Linked DNA regions of Mus musculus: region 2 is linked to region 1. The links are chromatin contacts, called in public promoter capture Hi-C maps. All regions are on one chromosome and are shown on one strand. The core of a region is the stretch at or near the end of the contact, and the rest is flanking DNA. Distances in the headings are between cores, read along the strand shown.

Region 1 (3,710 bases), core at 865-3,364:
GTGCTAACATCAAATATTTCATAATTCTAGAGAGAAAGCTACTGCACACTGTTGGTTTAGGAGGGGCAAGGTATGGCTGAATTTCCTGAGTGGCTTTAATAAGAATTATTTACTGACAGAATGAATAGACCTGTAAGGACATAAGCTTATAAGGCTTATAAGGCTTTCTAGCCACTAAACAAAGAGTCATAACCTGCTTCAACAACATTTCATCCACAAAAACCTGAAACTAACATAAATGCAGCCACAGTCATAACCAACACATGCAAGATGCCCTTCAGTAGGGTGAGAAAAAAACGGATTAAACTCCTAATTAATGTGTATTATTAAGACAAATTGGCAAAGCAGAACAATGCCACAAAATGACTATGCCTCTTTGGCTTTGAATTCCCAGTTTTAGTGAATTACATTCAAGACTATACCATTCAGAAGAGAAAAAACAATTGGTTTATGTATACTAACATTAAACTACTACAACGCACTTATTTGAAATATAGAACTCTAAATTTCAAGCTATAAAGGGGCAGGAAGGCAGAGGACAAGATCAGTACTGTCAGAATACCTGCAGGAGGGTTACACGAAACAGTGCCGAGGTAAAGAAATGGCAGGGGAGGGAAGTCAAGTCATGTACTTGCTACAGTTTTTAAAAATAAGGGCACAGGACCAAGAAATTTTGATATTTATAGAGAACAGAAGATTTGGAATTTTTTGTTCTTGTTACTTTTATGTTACTTCAAGTGTCTGCATGTTTCCTTGGTGTGGATTCGTCAGCTACAGTGCTTTCTAATCTCTTTCATACACTCTACTGGATCTAATGTTTAAACACGTTAAAAGCTTAAAACCTACTTGTTAACAGAGCAGTTGTCAGTGACAATTAAAAAAAAAATCTCTCTGTTAAAGTCTGTATGGTATAGGTGTATCCATATAAACACATGAGTCTCTTTTGTTTTTACTTTTTATCCCTGGGAGGGGCGAGTATCAAATGCACATCTGTTTGAGGAACTCACTCAGGAAAAGCCAAACTGCAAACAAAATAATTTCCTTGGAATGGGGCTGACACCCATCTCCAAATACTCCTCAACAATTTGGTATGAACTCCATCTTCTGGTACACGGAATTACTTTTTCTTCCAAGTCTCCCAATTATTGTATTTCAAGTCAAATGTCTCTAGACTACTCACCTCCGAGTTATCTAAATTCATGTTTGCATTCGCTGATATTAGGGACCTCAGGCACTGCTGATTTTGTCACCATCTCATACAGTCTGCGGACACGGTTTAGAAAAATTTAACCTACACCATCATGCTCCAAACCCAACACAATCTATCAAGTACTGACTGCATTCTGCATATAGTCAAGATATTTATTACTGAGCTGCGGGAACCTTTTCATACAGGCAGAACCTTAATTCACAATAGATTCAATGCTCCAAAATCATAGAGCCTAGGAATACATCCGGCTACTTTTTCTGCACCTCAACTTGCTCCAGGAACTGTAGTTATGGAGGTGACCTCAAATGCCTCCATGATAGGTGACTTCAAGCCTCCAAGTGCTGTCGGGAAGGGAGGTCACTGGTGATTTCGTTAATACAGGCATCATACACGGGCATGGCGTGGAGGCAGTACTTCTTCCCCACGCGCTGGGCGCCTCACACAGCGAGGACTTGGAAAGTGCTTTACAAGATGCATGCGACAGTGAGTTCAGGAACGAGCCGCGTCGCTCCTACCTCAGCACCTACTCCCCGGCATTAACCCGTTGGGTCGGTCGCCCGGGAAAGGAACCCTTCCCGGGGCCGCCTCGCGCCGCGCAGGCGCACGCCGGCCGCGGGTCACGTGCCAAGGCCTGACGCCCCGCCCCGGCCCGCCCCGCGCCGCGCCGCGCTCTCCACCGCTGCCCCCACGGGGGCGGCGCGCGAGGATGGGACGGCGGCGGGAGGGTTACCTGTGAGGCGGGCGAACCCGGTGATGCTGTCGGGGACCGGGAGCTGCTTGAGGTAGGCGGGCAGCTGCACCTTCACGATGCGGGCCACGCTGTCCAGGACCATCCTGCCGCCGGCGGCGTCCGCTGCCCGGCTGCTGCGCTTGCGTGAGAGCGGAAGCGGCCGGCGGGCTCGCGGGCTCGGGCGGGAGGTGGCCCGCCGGGCCGCGATTGGCGCGCGGCGAGTGACGTGCGCGCTGCGGAGCGGAGCCGAGCGCAACGCAGCGCCCAGCGTACGGAGCCCGGCCTGTCCTCGGCTCGGCTGCGGGGGTGGGCGTCCGCTTTCGACCCTTGACGTCTGCGGAAGCGGGTGGCCGGGTTTTGAAAGAAACCCAAAGTTACCCACTGATTGTTTTTTCCTCCGCAACTTTAGTCAGTTCTGCCCAAGCAGTCAAAGGCTTTTCTTTTTAAAGGGGGGAAATGTGTTTGCCCCCCACCCCCTTTTTTAGACAGTCATGTAACCCAGCCTGAACTGACATTCAGGAGGCTGATAACTATGAGTATCTTCATCTTCCAAATGCTGGGATAACCACGCTTGTCTTGTGGAGTTTCTGTGACACGGGGCTTACGTCTTGTAAAATGTAAAGGTATTGGAGTGGTTTTACTTACCTATCTTGGCTGAGGTTAGAATAGCCAGGGTAATGCATTCGCTGTGGAGTTAAGGGCTTTTGACCCAGGAGCCTACTGTTGAATAGCAAGCTAGTCAGATGAGCAGGCTTGAAGGTCACTGAGGATGGACCGACCCCAAGTTCAGTCTGCAGCTTACAATCCTCGGAACTGAAACTGCAACTCTGATTACTGGTCAAAAAAAAAAAAAAATCTCTGGCCTTGGTGAAAACATGACATTCTAAACTGAGCCAAAGATCTTAAGTTTGCTATCTGGTGCTGAAAAGGAGAGCTTTCTGGGAAGAATAAAGGTGTAACCACTGTTCTCCCTCCTTTATGAGTTCATCCAAATGGGCCTATCAAGGAAATCGGAAAATTGTCTATTCAAGAGACTTAAATAGTACAAAGCCTACTTAAAAAACATGTCACAACACCATAGTTTAGCTGTTATCCACTGTCACCTCATGAAATTGTTCACCTCTATAGTGTTCCCTTTGGTCTCTTCTCCCCTTTGTGAGTACCCTACTTTATCATTTAATAAACTCTTGTCTTCACTATCCTGTGTCTCGTTTAAATTCTTTAAACAGACCACAAGTACTAGAGCTAAGGGAAGGCCAGAGCAAGTACCTGGTAAAAGTATCCTGGAAACTTGACATCAGTGTTCTGTAACATTCAGCATTTGGTATGCCCACGTAACATCGAGCTGTAATCAGCTTTATTTTTTTGTTGGTATTTTAAGTTTGAAAAGTAAACTGTTGGGGGGGGGTGGGTATGGGGGACCTTTGGGATAGCATTGAAAATGTAAACGAGGAAAATACCTAATTTAAAAAAAAAATCTAAAAAAAAAAAAAGAAAAGTAAACTGTTCTTTGAACTGTTTAAATTTAACTCTGATCATTTTTTTCACTAAAACACTAAAAAGAAAAGTAGCAGGTGATGAAAAGTTTTTTTAAAATTACTATCATTTTTAACCTGATCAGATTGACCAAGTACAATTGGATAATTGAAGGTTTTTGGATATAGAACATGTCTATGAGCTATGGCATAGCAAATGATACACCAAAAAGTGGTGATTTAAAAGATTACTGTTTCCATTAGGATTTCCATATTTCCATTCCTTTTGGGAGGT
Region 2 (3,710 bases), core at 780-3,279, 1.3 Mb after region 1:
CTCCAGAAACCCCATCCATCCTAACAGAGCATACCGATAGGCTGTCCCACAGAGAGGACAAAGGGCTAACTTTCTTGGACTCCAGAATCTGTAGCTTTGAATTTGAACCTGTGGTTGACTGCCTTGGGTCATTTTGACAGGGCAAAGTTAAAACCTTTTCCTCTAGCCCAGCAGTTCTCGGACTTGTGGGTTGCAACCTCTTGGGGGCGGGGACTGGGGAGTCACATATCAGATATCCTGCATATCAGATATTTACACCACTATTTATAAAAGTAGCAAAATTACAGGCACAAGTAGCAACGAAATGGTTTTATGATTGGAGGTCACCACAACATGGAGGAACTATATTAAAGGGTCACAGCATTAGAACGGTTTAGAACCACTGCCCTAGTGGATGTCTGGTTACACAAACATTCAGGAATTAAATGTGCCATTCCAGCATGTCTCCTCCTCAGGGCGTCCTGTAAAGCTTTGAAATGATTTGACTTAATCAGCAATGAAACCTGAAGGTACCGAAGGACAATATCTCGTCATCTTTTGAAGAAGGGGTCACGCTTGAGAGCCATGAAAAGCACCTAGAAAACCCCAAGGGGGAACGCATTTGATGTTGTACCATCCATACACCATTAAAACCCAGTTTATTGTTAGATGCTGGAAACACCGTGTTAAGACCTTTATTATTGATATATTAGCCCTTCCTCCCTTGAATACCTGCTGCTCTTCCCTTTTAAAGTAAGAGGATTGTAGCCAATGTGTTCAATCCTAAACAGCCTCTGACTAGGAAGTTATGATATTTCACGTCTTTTATCTTCTTCAAACAGTATCATTACCTTTTCTTTCTATATGAAAAAGGGGAATTTATAATTTTCTCTGCATGTTTATACTATAAAAGAAACAGAGACTTTCATCAGTTAGCCTAACCCTAGATGACATCATTAAAAGAACATTTTACAGTGCATGCCTTGGTTGCTTGTTGGTTTTCTAGAACACTTCAGTTATGACTGAGTGCCCAGTTTTTTTCTTTTCATACCTTTCCCCAAGGTGAGAAACAAAGTTGCTCTATTTTTCCAAAATATCACTACCTTCTGTCTAGTGCTTCTAGAGTTCTGTTGGAAAGGCACCTTACTTCCTGCTCTGTTCTTAAAACCACCACTGGACGTGTTAGAGATGCAGGTAAGTGAAGGATGCCTTGAATAGCCTCAGATACTTTAGGGTTCTGTCCTGATCCTGTGAGCAGCCCCCCTGTTGGAAACCCACAGAGTCCCTTCCTGGAAGCCTGGAGATGGTTTTAAGCCAGTCGAAGCCTATGGGATCATTTGCTCTGATATCTGATAAGCAAATAAAATAAACAGACTGTTGCCCAGGAGGGAACTGGTTTCTGTTGTCTCTGTTCAGGTCTCTGAATGGGCCCCATTGTTTATTTATTGTGCTTTTCACAAGTGCTAATAAGCTCACCCTTGTTTTACTAATAGCTTTCTTCTTAAGTGGCTTGACATTTCAGTTAACTGTCAATAGCCTCAATGTTTTTCTTTAAATTGGGTCAGACTAACTGGTTTGTTTAAAAGTTAGGCAGCCTTATATAAATTGTGGCATATAAAACTAAGGAACATTTATTAGGCATTTTAAAATTTGTTTCCCTAGTTACAAAATGTAAGGTCGCGATAGAAACTGTGCTTTTATATTCTTTCTTGTGCTAGTAAAATTAAGTAATTGAATGCAGATTGTAGAACCTGTTGAATAACTAAGTTAGTTGAAAGTTTTTAGTTAAAGCCTGCTAGATATGTGGACACATTTCACTTTTAAATGTTTCAAGTCATAGCATGAAGAATTTAGATGAGCAAACCTGTACTTAAGGCAATGTTTTCCTTTCAGATTTTTATTGCATTAATTTTAAAAGCCATAAATAAGAAAAAAAAAGTCTTCATTAGTGGAAATGAAACTGAAACTAAAGTGGAGTGTTGACCTTGTACTAGGAGTTAACATCTGCAAACCAAGGCCCTGGTCTGCACAGAAAGAGGCAGAGTTGGGGAAGCAAGGCCCAGTACACTGGGAAGTCTCCTCAAGTGACCAAACACTGCAATAACAGGAGAGCCATCAAATCATTCAGTGGGCAGTCTTAAATGTAATTAGCCGTGTAAGTAAAATCAAAGACAGTCTAAGGAGTAAAATCTAGGAAAGGATTATTACAATATCCCAGTGAAGGTGTCTGCAAACCCTTCAAGTGAGCTGCACACGTTTAGTCACAAGAAGATACTTCTACTTACAGAAGACAGCATAGTGCTAGGCAAACCAGCAAACAGGGCTGGTGAAGTGGCTCATTAGATAAAGGCAGTTGGGACAAAGCTTGGCAGCCCTTTGATCCACATGGTTGAAGGGGAAGACCACCTCCAGAAATTTGGCCTCTCTTTTTAACATGAGTGCATACTATGGGGTACGCACACACACACACACACACACACACCATAAATAAGTTTCTAAAAAATATTTTTGAAATGTGAATGGATGGAGCTTGAAATAATCACTGTAATTAACGTAACTGACCAAGATCCAGAAAATCAAGCAATGGGTGTTTTCTTGGGCATGTGGATGATAGCTTTGACAGCTGTAGCTCTTGCTATACAGCTGATTTATGCTAATTAGAAAGCTGACCCTCATTTCTTCTGATTTATCTGATACTAAAATCCTTATGATGACTTACCACTGCAGCTTGATTTTCTTAGAGTGTTGATGCCAGTCAGTACCCTCAAGATGAGGATACGTCGACATTTAAAGAGGATCAAACTGAGTGACTGACCTGTCACTCAGTGACAGTGGCTGCACAGTTAGTTAATGACAGAGCTGCTACCTTATCTCGGCAAGGTCTCAGGAAATGTTTCTGGCACAAACAACTGAGTAAATTAATGTCCTTGGTTTAGACTCAAGCATTTATAGACTTGACTTAACATTTCCTTACTCTGAGGCAGGCAACAGCGTTTGATTCCTAGGTCTGGGGAGCATTTACCATTTACCAGTGAAATTTCTCTTTCGAAGAAAAGCCTTACAGTTGTGCATCTTTGGAGCTGAAAGAGAAGATATTGCCCAAACTAAATTAAATGGACCTTGAGCTCAGCAAATGTTTATTAATTTACATTGTTTTATTTTAATTTGATGATTGATAATTGCCTTTGGTTTCACATATGACTTTAAAATATTAACACTGCTTTTAAAAATCCAACTCGGCGTAAAGAGAGAGCACTATGTAAGGTGTGTACAATAATGCTCTTTAAAGAGTGGGGGCGTTCTAGAAGGACATCCACGGTGTTGCCTTGCCTTTAGCTGTGTTACTTGGGTCTCAAATGGTCTTCACTTGGTCTCGTGGCTCACAACTTTATTGTGATATGTGATATGGATGGCCTGATAGGAAGCAGCGAATGTTGTGTTGTTATTGGATGTTGATGTTATTACATCAGTCAGGTTTTTGCAGTTTCAGTAAACCTTGGACACTTAAAAACTGTTGATGCTTTATGTGACATTAGAGGTTGTGTGTATGTGTGTAAGACTTACTTTATATAAAACTATTTGAATATAAGTATATATTTTTGCAGAATGTTCAGCTTGTTGGCATCTGAGAGTACATTGTCTTGGATGGTGGTAACACAATGTTTGAAATGTTTTAAAAGTAAAATCTTAGTGTCTTAAATTGTTTATCAAAATTATTTATTTATTTGTTT

What was found. Promoter capture Hi-C pulls out the DNA fragments that hold promoters and counts their contacts.
Region 2: a contact with region 1 is called in a promoter capture Hi-C map of liver, with 2.4 times the contacts expected there. The contact joins the enhancer-like site here to the promoter of Cisd2 in region 1. A contact is called at or near these places in 4 of 39 promoter capture datasets (the C10 cell line, liver, neutrophils and 1 more), 1 of 115 datasets of contacts at active chromatin or transcription factors (astrocytes) and 1 of 9 other capture datasets (adipose tissue).

What each region holds. Positions count from the first base shown.
Region 1 is chr3:135,421,319-135,425,028 of GRCm38.p6, forward strand. Cisd2 (CDGSH iron sulfur domain 2) reads right to left here and starts at 2,115. Exons shown (of 3, transcript NM_025902.3): 1 at 1,941-2,115. The coding sequence starts at 2,043.
Region 2 is chr3:136,706,437-136,710,146 of GRCm38.p6, forward strand. All of the region lies in intron 1 of Ppp3ca (protein phosphatase 3, catalytic subunit, alpha isoform), which reads left to right. Among named protein-coding and RNA genes, the nearest start is that of Ppp3ca, 38 kb to the left of the region's middle. Within about 2 kb of position 2,030, at least 58 of the 459 cell types and tissues checked have an H3K27ac peak or open chromatin away from gene starts, as enhancers often do. A contact at or near this core is called in adipose tissue, liver and pre-B cells, where this site is marked.